Regions from separate parts of the Mus musculus genome. Here region 2 is linked to region 1. A link is a contact called in public Hi-C data. All regions are on one chromosome and are shown on one strand. Each heading gives the region's core, a stretch centred on a gene start, on an enhancer-like site or on the middle of the called end of the contact. The rest is flanking DNA. Distances are from core to core; before and after follow the strand shown. Region 1 has its middle 6.0 kb from the start of Gm39675. Region 2 overlaps Nprl3 (nitrogen permease regulator-like 3).

Region 1 (5,244 bases), core at 1,349-3,848:
TTGCTATAAGCAGTAAGTAGTTGATGGAAGAGAAACTGAGTTCCCTTTGGATCCATATTCCGTGCTTTTTCCAGTAGACTTCACCAGATTTTATCTCTAGGGTGAACCAGAGCCCATCAGGATAATCCTGTTGTCTCAGCTTTCCCATCAGCAGATTGGGTGGTGCTCAGTCAATTTCTGTATGTTATGTGTGTGTGTGTGTGTGTGTGTGTGTGTGTGTGTGTGTGTGTGTGTGTGTGTGTATGTGTGTGGGGGGTGGGGGGGTGTGCGTGCATACAGGTTCACACTCCTTAGAAGTCTGTGTAGAGGTTGACATGAGGGTAATAAAAGCGCCAAAGTAGCTTTCCCTTGACATCTAGGTTCAAAGATCAAACCGGGAGTTTTGTGATTCGATCACTATAAATACACAGATGTGTCCTTCACAGGATGCCTGGTGTGAAGCGCCCATTGTCTGTTGGCTTCTCCACTGGGCCATCTATCTGTCCCCAGCTCCAGGACATCTGGTGCCTGTGGTTGATCCATTAGCAGTCCTGCCTGTCCCAGAGCAGAGCAATCCAGGACACCATGAAATATTTACGCAGTCTTGACAGCAGATAGCTTCCTTTAACTGGATTCTGTTAGGATCATGGGTTGGGTTACAGATGAGGCCTGACCAGCTAAGGCTGAGAAGCTGAAGGCCTAGTGCAGGATTAACCACACCCAGCAAATGGACAGAGAAACAAACAACAGCTATGGTTCCCTTTTGAAAGATACATGGATAGAGAGCTCAAATGTTGGTCTTGCAGACCCCTAATTTTTAAGTCCTTGGTAAGAACCAAGGACTTACAAATCCATCCCAGACTCTGGAAAATCACAGTCCTGAGTCAGATCTGGGTTCCAATCCAGCCTGGCCTATTTCTAGCTCCTATGGTGAATTACTGCAGTGGGCCAAGACTCGGTTTCTTAGTGTGTGAGTTGGGGAGGAGCCACCTTACCTTCCAAGAATGCCATGAAACTTAACTGCTGTAAGGTGTGGGGAGGTGTGTGGCAGGCACACATGTTTGTCATGTTATGTTATGTTATGTTATGTTATGTCATGTTACGTCATGTCATGTTACGTCATGTCATGTTATGTTTCTCTCCTCGCTCTGTGTTAGAAGGTACAGCTAGGGCATGGTCTGGGAGGTGGAACATGACTGTGTTCAAGGTCACCTTCACTGGAATTTAATCCATGCCATTGGGCATCAGAGCACAGTACTAAGTGTATTTTACGAAACAACAAGTCTGAGGAACAGTTAATGCTCAGAGGTGTGAGTTGGGTACTGTGTTAAGTGCTTTGTCCACCATGCTAAAGGATAAAGAGTCATAGAGCACACTGGCAAAGCCTGTCTCCTAAGAACTGATGGCCCTCACCATGCTAAAGGATAAAATGTCATCACAGCACACTGTCTCCTAAGAACTGATGGTCCTCACTGGCTTTGTAGGCAGACCAACCCTGACTTCAAGTTCAAGGCTATAAAGTAAATTGTTTCAATGGGACTGAGGAAAGCTGGTTGGGGAGTATATAAGAGTGCTTTAGAGTCACAATAACGAAAATTATTTTTCTTGTAGAAATGCCAACACTGAAAGTGTTTTTATAGCTGCATGTTCATGGCCATAAAATCCAAATTCTCCCAGCTCCCTTAATGTTACATCATGTTGGGCCTTCCCTTTCCCCACCAGCTCTGGTACAGGGAAGCATGCTGCCCCCCTCTTACCCTCTTTGTCATCTTTCCTCACATGTGATGATGAAGTCTCTCCAACAAGGCCTGTGTATGTTCACAGCTGCAGCCTTTCAATTTGTTGCTCCTGTGGTTTGGTGAGAGGAAGAGGGACCCTATAAAGCCAACTGTGTGTCATTTGTAAGACAGACACTCAGTGCAGAAGAGACGCTTATAGTTAAATGGCTGTGGTCTCTCTAAGCAACCTGGCAGCCACAGCCCAAACTCTAAAGTCCGAGCAGTCCACTTCTGCTGAGAGAAGCAGATCCTCTGGGCATTATCCCTGTTAGTGCAAAGCAGGGTGCAGTGGGACAACACTTTTGATTCGGTGGTAACGCTGCACATGGGGTCTGTCAGCCTCTATATAAAAACAAAAAAACAATAACCAAGTATCTAGAATCTGGATGACTCCTATCTCCATTTAATAGCCCAGGGGGAGGTAAGAGCCTTCTGAAGCTCACACGGGAGGAAGCAGTGGGGTTGAAATCTTCTCCAGAGAATTACATCATGTTCATTCAGGGCAGGATTCAACGCCAGCTCACACCCAACTCCACCACACAACCTGCTGGCTCCTATCACTTGCCAGGGATGATTGGAGATATTAGAATATGGCAGTGAGCAAGAGGGGCAGACCTGTGCCCCCAAGGGGTTCCCTTTGAGAGAGCAAAAACAAGCAGGCAGGTTCTACTTGAGATGAGTCTTGCGGTAAAAATGTTCAGGTCTACAACAGGCAGAAAAGATGAAAGCACATGGCCACTGTAGTAAGGGAAAGTTCCTCTGGGAAGGTTCTATTTATGACCCAGAAGCTGTGTGGCGAATAGGAGTCAGCCATAGCAAGGACATCAAGGGTGAAGGTCCAAAGGTTAGAACTAACTCACACTGGGACACGTGTGGAAGCAGGAGCAGCATGACCAGAAGGGCATAGGATGATGGTGGACAGAGGCTGACACAGGGTCCAAGTAAAGAGATAGAACATCAAGTTGAGTTCAGGCCTGGAAGGTTCTGGCATGGGGGTGACAAATCAAAATGTATTTAGACGAGCCTTTGATGCTAGTGTGTCTGTGTCTGCATGCGTATGCATACATGTGCGGATGTGCATGCTTATGTGCACTGAAGTGGCACATAGGAGGCTGCATAGAGATCAGGGAAGCAAGGTGACACTGCTTTAGGCACCAAGGCAAGCAGGAGTGAGCTCTGTGTCCTAAGATAGGGGAAGATGTGGGATCCATTTGGAAACAAAGCCATCTGGACTCAGAAGGCTTGGAGATGAACGGCAAGGGAAGAGAGGACACTCAGAATGGCTGCCACACTAATGATTCCAGTCTTGTGCCTTGAACACAGCAGGTTAGGTATAGGGCTGTCTGCCTGGGCCTGTTGTAGCACAATGTGGGAGCACTGAAGAGCCCTGTTTCAAGACAGGCATGCCCCGCCTCTGCTCACATAGCAGGCAAGACATATCCAAGATAACACTCCTCTCTGCCCAGCGTCTTCCCGGAACACCAGCCAGCCAGGCCCTGCAGCAGCCAGGGTGCTGCGCTCTCTAGATTGGGTTCCTGGAAAAACTGTTCCATTATTGATAAGGAGCCCTCCTGACATCACAGCAAGATGAAGAAGCGTTTCTTTGCTGCCCTGCAGATCTGAGTTCTCTGGCTCAGCAGCAGGCTGGGGAAGGGACAGTTTAACCATGAAACACTGTCATCTGAAAATGCCAGAGAAACATAGCATTGTAATAACTCACATTTGCTGGACACTTGCTCTGCATCAGCCATCTCCTTCCAAAGAACCATGGTCCTAAGAACTCTTAAGACAAAGGGCCAAGTCCTCCCCACCTCACAAGACTAGAAAACTGAGGCAAGGGGAAGCCAGGCAAGTTGCTCCAGGTTACCAAACTTGAAAAGGGAAGGGCCAGGATTAAACTCTACACATATGGCTCCAGTTTGCGGCACCCCACTCTGCTGAATGGTCCCAGCCCATGTGAGAGGTAGGTCAGAAGCAGAAGGTGCTCTCTGCCTTTCCTAACGTAAAAGGAATTAGTTCGAGCTAGGGGGGCTGCTATGTGGTAGAGCATTAACCTAGCACGTGCATGGCCCTGGGTTCCACTCCGACACCACAGAAACATGAGTCAATGAGATGAGATGCCATGGAGAAACACTGAGCGAAGGCCATTGAGCCGCCTGCTTCACTCCTCTGAGTAAGGAATCATGCCTAAACTGGGACAGCTAGGAAGCAGAAGTACTGGGATCTGAACAGAAGTAATATAACCTGAGGGCAGAGACTCCCCAACTCCACTGCACATTCTCATGTGTGCATACTGCACAGAATATTAGTGTCTCAGTGAAGAGCCCCCTCACAAAGCCCAGTCGAATAATCACTCCAGAGTTGGGCTCCTGATGCCCTGCTGCTCCTTAAGTGTCTCATCCTCTGACCTGGAGTCAGTGACTTTCTTCTTGTAACCTCAGAAGAGAGCCTAGATCCATTCCTCTAACATGCCAGTGTGCTGCTTGGAAATACTGGCTTGTTCCTTTTTAGTTTGCTGGATCCCACACTTTTCACCCCCCCCTCCTGCCTACTGACTTTGGCTGGGCACCTGCAGACTAGTGTGAGGCTGGAGAAAGATCAAAAGGAGAAGCAAGCTGATTCTCAAGGCCAGTCTCACCTTTGCTATCTCTGTGGCCTGTTCTTTCACCACTCTCCTCTACCTACCATGTACACCATCTAAACTGTCCCAAAGAGGAAGCAGTCCCAGCTCTGACATACATGATAAGCTGTGTCACTGCTCTGACATGCATGATGTGGTGCATCACAGCTCTGACATTCATGATAAGCTGTGTCACAGCTCATACATGCATGATGCGGTGCATCACAGCTCTGACATTCATGATAAGCTGTGTCACTGCTCTGACATGCATGATGTGGTGAATCACAGCTCTGACATACATGATAAGCTGTGTCACTGCTCTGACATGCATGGTGTGGTGAATCACAGCTCTGACATACATGATAAGCTGTGTCACTGCTCTGACATGCATGGTGTGGTGAATCACAGCTCTGACATACATGATAAGCTGTGTCACAGCTCATACATGCATGATGCGGTGCATCACAGCTCTGACATTCATGATAAGCTGTGTCACTGCTCTGACATGCATGGTGTGGTGCATTACAACTCTGACATACATGATAAGCTGTGTCACTGCTCTGACATACATGATACGCTGCCTCCTACTCCCATATTCTAGGTCAGGAAATGTGAGAGTTTGGGCCTGGAAGGGGACAAAGAAGGACTAGATGCTGAGCTGCCTTTAACTAGCTTCCTGCTTGGAAAGGAAGGTAAGGAGTAACCTGAGACAAGGGCTGCCCCACAGGGCTAGAGAAAGAGCTCTAAGGACTCAAAGGAAGAAGAAACACTTGTCATGCAAAGCCTTAGGTTTTAGAAAGCAGTCTGGAAATAAGACTCTCCCTGCCTGCCTCCCTATCCCAACCCCACACCACCTACCACGGTCAG
Region 2 (5,244 bases), core at 1,883-4,382, 410 kb after region 1:
TATTTATATAGGAAATGTGTATGAAAACTATTGGTGTTTAAACTTGTCAACCTTGTAGTCACAGGAGCAAGCTGTCAGCTCCACTGCCTCCCACAGACGGCACATGTCTCTTGGCTCAGCAGCCCCACCCTCTGTCGCTGTGACTGGGTATTCCCATGCCATCCAACTCCACTTCCACACTGTACCATCATGAGATGTGTCTTTAGGACTAAAATATCTTTTAATTTTCATGAATCTCTAGCAAAAATATATATAACTAAGATGAACATGGGTTTTTTAATATTTAATTTTTTAACAGATTTTTGTTGTTTTTGGTTTCTTTCTTTCTTTTTGAGACAGGGTCTCACTGTATAGCCTTGGCTGGCCTAGACCTTATTCTGCAGACCAGGCTGGCCTCAAAACTCAGAGATTCCCACTTGCCTCTTTTTCTCAAGTCCTAAGATTAAAGGCAAGTACCACCATGCCCAGATCTAAATCTTAAAAGAAAATTTCTGGATTGTTTCCTAGCATACTTATAATTAGCTAATATAAAAATCATGAGTGTTGTTTGTTTGCTTGTTTTTGCTTTGTCTTGGGCCCTAGGGCTGGAATCCAGAGCCTTACATAAACTAGGCAACCACTCTACAATGATTCCCAGGCCCATAATATAAGTAGTTTTGTTTTAGAGACACGGTCTCTCTCTCTATATCCATGACTGTCCAGGAGCCCAGAGATTCACTGGCCTTTGCCTTCTATAGGCTAGTATAAGAGGTGCACGCCACCATGCCCACCTAATTTTCCAAGGAAAATAAGTAAAGTTTTCACTGAAAATACATTAGAATCAGACAAGACTTTGTTAGTTTGTAATGATTTGTTCTAATTTCTGTTCCTCATTCTTTCTTCTGTAGCTGATAAGCCTAGGAGAAGGAAGCCGAGGTCATTCCCAGTTTCTTTCCAATGTAGTCCTCTGGGCACTCTAAAGGTTACACAGTGTCTATCAGCACAAATTATTTTTTGATTAGTTAGGGGACAGTTAGGTTCTTCAGCTTTTAAATTATAAGTTCCAAGTATGGAAATCACCCAGTTTACCAGCTGGATGTTCTCAATGGCCCCTCCCTGAGTTTCCCATCCCAGGACAAATTTGTGTAGCAGAACCAATGCCAGGCATTCTGTCCTAAATGAAAGGTGGTCGATCATATAACAATGTGTGGGGTCATTCCTAGAGAGATCAATTCAGACCCATGCATTTAGCACAGCAGATTCATATATGAACCCCTACAAGAGACTTTCTGTGCTGGTCATGACCAGCTCAATGTGTAGTTCTTGTAACTTCTCTAGCCAGTCTCTGCTTACTGACAGAGACAGTAAGGACTTCCTCTCCAGTACCCAGCTCACCAAATCCAAAGCTTTGGTTAGCTTCTGACAGTTGTGTTATGGTGTTGGAGAGGCCCTTGGAGATGGAGATTCTCTGTACTGTCCGCATACCCCAAGTCCACAAAGAGAACTGGCATGTGATCAAACTTGCAACCAGGCAGCAAGCCTGCCCTTCCCTGCACAGAGGATCTCTTTAATAGTATCCCTGGAACTAGAGAGCCAACTTAGAGCATTATCTGAAATTGCCTCAAAACAAAGCAGAATGACCAGTTGGTCCTCTAGAGATACTACACAAAGAGAAGCCATCAGACTCGAGCTCAGCAGGCTGCTGCACTTACCATCAGCCATAGCAGACACCTCATCCTGAAGTGCTAGGATCAGCTTGGCCTCTCGAGTGAGGTACTGGCAGCGGCGCTCCTCATGCTGCAGGACAGTAGCAATTCGGCGGGACAAGTTGTGTAGACAGTTTATCACTGATGGATCAGCATTGGCCTGCACACCAGAGGTCAAACACTCAGAATATGTATGCAGAGACACACTTATACGTCTCTAATACAAAAGCATAGACCATGACAGATGCCCTCTCCATTCCTTGCCACTAGGTTTCTCTACATAGTAACTGCCACCCAGAGTTCCCTGTGCATGCTCCTAGCCTACCTATATACATGCTGGCTGACTTCCTCATCTTCTAGTCTTGGGAACAACTGTCTAGAAGGTTGCAGAGATGACTCCATGGGAGTCCTCTATGGGGAACACACATTCCCACTGTGCTATGACTGTAGAGAAAATCAAGGGACAGCTAAGGGCACTGATTCCACCCACCTATTATGATATGATCTTGGGTCACTGGTCATCATCTGAAGAAGGAAAACTAGCAAGCAGAGGAAACTAGTCAAACACATACAGCACTCAGAACAGAGGTTGACCTGAGCAAAACCTTGGAGGTATCTGTAATCACTGTTGTGCACTGACCACTCATGAACATGTCTGGCCTATAGTATATAGGAATTCATTCACAACAGGCCACACGGTTCCAGAACAAACAACATAAAAGTGTTATGCTATTTGCTAAACATCTGTCAGGGATGAATTATTCCTAGCTAATCTGTTAATCAGATTACCACTAGGCTCCTGGCCCATGTCTCTCACAAGCATCTACTGCATACCTACACTAACTAGGTCAAAGTAGCATACACCCATCTGGAACCTATCAGTGACCATAGTCAACAGCAGGTGTACACACCCAGGCCAAGGGTGGAGCAGACCACTGTGGGATCTATGGAGATGCTTGAACGAGCAGATAACTAAGCCAAGCATGACTCAGAGTTTCTAGAGGCCACTAGGACTGCTGAGTAATACTTGGGGGTACAGAGTCAGAAAGGAAAGGACAAATGGTACCACTGATTAGGACCTCTGACGCTGTTTTCCCATCCTGTTTATTTGCCAAGTGACCCTGTGCCTGTTACCTTAAGTCAAAATCTTACCCTGACAACACCTTGTACACCTGCAGTTGGGAAGACTTTCTACATTCTCAATAAGCCACACACTTACAAAGAGAAGCAAAACCTGGGCAGACTTGCAGCCACCAGGCCGTCTGCCGTGACACTTCATGCTCAGGGCATCTCCTTGACCATGTCCTAAAAGGGCTGATTTACAATAGCCTCAATACAAAGTACACATTCACAAGAGTCCGTATAAAAATACTCCACTAGAAAGCGGGGAGAGAATACTCTTAGACACAAACTTTTCCTCTGACTAATGACTGAAGTCACAGTGAGTCATTCTCTCTGCTGGAGGTGCCACTAGCTGAGGTACAAAAGCATCCCTATAGCAGCTGGGGGGGACCAACTGTTTGAGTGTCCCCTTTGTGCGAGGTAGTTCTCACCCCCACACCATAAGGCTCAATGACATACACTAAAGGGATATCTGGTATGTCTTGTTTGCTGCCTTCAGCACCCAAGGCTATGCAGGGACACGCTGAGAAAGCTGCCACCTAGAATGAGGCAGAGTTTAATGGGAATGCTAACAAAAAGTGTATTTACAGCTAGGTATGGTAGCTTACCCCTATAATGCCATCACTTGGGAGGTAGAAGGATCAAGCTCAAGCCTACATAGGAAGGTTAAGGACAGCCTGGCCTATGTGACACCATCTCAAACAAAGTGAACATTCACAGTACAGGGTAAGAAATAACACCAAAGTTAATATATCGTCATCCATGGGACTTTCTGCCTCCCAAAAGCATGTATCCAGATATAACTACACCTTCATAATAACTTCCAGTCTGCAGGACACAGAAAGTCTGCCCAATGAGACAAATCTGAACATGGGAAATGTGGCAGGACTAGTGGAAACAGAGAACACCACAGAGAGCAGGGTTTGCATCTTGGCTCATACAGGCCAACTGAAAACCATTCTCAATCAAGATGCTTTAACAGACCAAGTACTAGTTAATACTAACTTGTCATGGTTAATTCTTGTCAGATTCAAAAGGGCATTATGGCATAAAATAAAACTATTGTTTTACAGATATGTCTTGTAACAGAATACTGAATGGGTATATGACAGGTATGAGGCACATGGCTATAATCTTAGCACTTGTGAGGTGGAAGCAGGAGGATCAGGAATTCTAGGTCATCCTCAGATACATAAGTGTTCATGGCCAGCCTGGGATATACAAGACCATTTCTTTAAAAAGTAATAAAAGCCAGGCACGGTGGCCCACGCCTTTAATCCCAATGCTCAGGAGGCAGAGGCAGGTAGATTTCAGTGAGTTTCAGGCTAGTCTGATCTATACAGCAAGTTCCAGGCCAGACAAAGTTACATTCTGAGACCCAGTCTCAACAGAAACAAAACAAAAAGAGAGACAGTGCCAGAAAGGTGGCTCAGGGGCTAAGACCATTTGCTGTCCTTCAGGAGGTCCTGAGTTCTGTCTCTACACACATGTGGTGGTTCACAACTGCTTGCAAGTCCAGCTCCAAGGGGTCTGAGTCCTCTTCTGTCCTTGGACACACACATTGTCTCACGCTCATAAGTAAACATAAATCTAACAATAGAACGGTCACGAGGCCTAGGATTCCCTCTGAAATACAGACACAAACTGCTACTGGGCTTCTTATGGCTTTCCTGCTAAGAAATGAAATATGAATCTAGATAGCAGTGATCAACAAGGTAAATGATACATGGCGACATCACACGTGTACTAGGTGTAACTAAATTGTGCATTTTGTTTATTATTTGGTAATGTGATATTTATATGATATAGTAAGGTGTTACTCTATAGCCAATGACAATTCAAGTCATGCTGACTTAAATTGTATACTAAGTAATGGGGTACAAAGACAGGGTCTCATGTAGCCCAAACTGGCCTCAAATTCACTATGTAGCAGAAATTGACTTTGAGCTCCTAACTGTCCTAACTCAGTTCCCCAAGAACTGGGATTATAGGAATGTGCCACCTGTTCTAGCTGAGTGTAGGGTTCATCTGTGTTTGTTTGTGAGATAGGATCTCATTCTGTGGCACAGCCTGGCCTCAAATTTGTGGCAATTCTCCAGCTCCTGCCTCCCAAATGCTGGGATAACAGGTGTGCGCCACCATCCACTTTAAAATGGGAAGCATTCAGGGCTAAGGATGTAGCTTAGTAATAGAGGCCCTGAGCTCTATGACTACCACTGTTTTGTTTTTCCTCTCCCCTCCTTTTAAGATTTTATTTAATTTATGTATATGAGTACACTTTAGCTGTTTTCAGACACACCAGAAAGGGGCATTAGATCCCATTACAGATGGTTGTGAGCCACCATGCGGTTGCTGGGAACTGAAGTCAAGACCTTTGGAAGAGCAGTCAGTGCTCTCAACTGCTGAGCCATCTCTCCAGCCTATCTACTACTGTTAA

What was found. Hi-C and Micro-C count contacts between places; a contact is called where the count stands out from the background.
Region 2: a Hi-C map of the G1E-ER4 cell line shows a contact between it and region 1, with 3 times the contacts expected there. The contact joins two enhancer-like sites. A contact is called at or near these places in 1 of 484 Hi-C or Micro-C datasets (the G1E-ER4 cell line) and 2 of 115 datasets of contacts at active chromatin or transcription factors (double positive thymocytes and fetal liver).

Annotation. Positions count from the first base shown.
Region 1 is chr11:31,840,778-31,846,021 of GRCm38.p6, forward strand. No RefSeq gene overlaps it. Among named protein-coding and RNA genes, the nearest start is that of Gm39675, 6.0 kb to the left of the region's middle. Within about 2 kb of position 2,599, at least 38 of the 459 cell types and tissues checked have an H3K27ac peak or open chromatin away from gene starts, as enhancers often do. A contact at or near this core is called in the G1E-ER4 cell line, where this site is marked.
Region 2 is chr11:32,248,434-32,253,677 of GRCm38.p6, forward strand. Nprl3 (nitrogen permease regulator-like 3) reads right to left here. Exons shown (of 13, transcript NM_181569.3): 5 at 1,692-1,845. Among named protein-coding and RNA genes, the nearest start is that of Nprl3, 17 kb to the right of the region's middle. RefSeq lists enhancers at 2,115-3,425, 2,117-3,425, 2,360-3,976, 2,371-2,936, 2,418-2,931 and 1 more. Within about 2 kb of position 3,133, at least 56 of the 459 cell types and tissues checked have an H3K27ac peak or open chromatin away from gene starts, as enhancers often do. A contact at or near this core is called in the G1E-ER4 cell line, where this site is marked.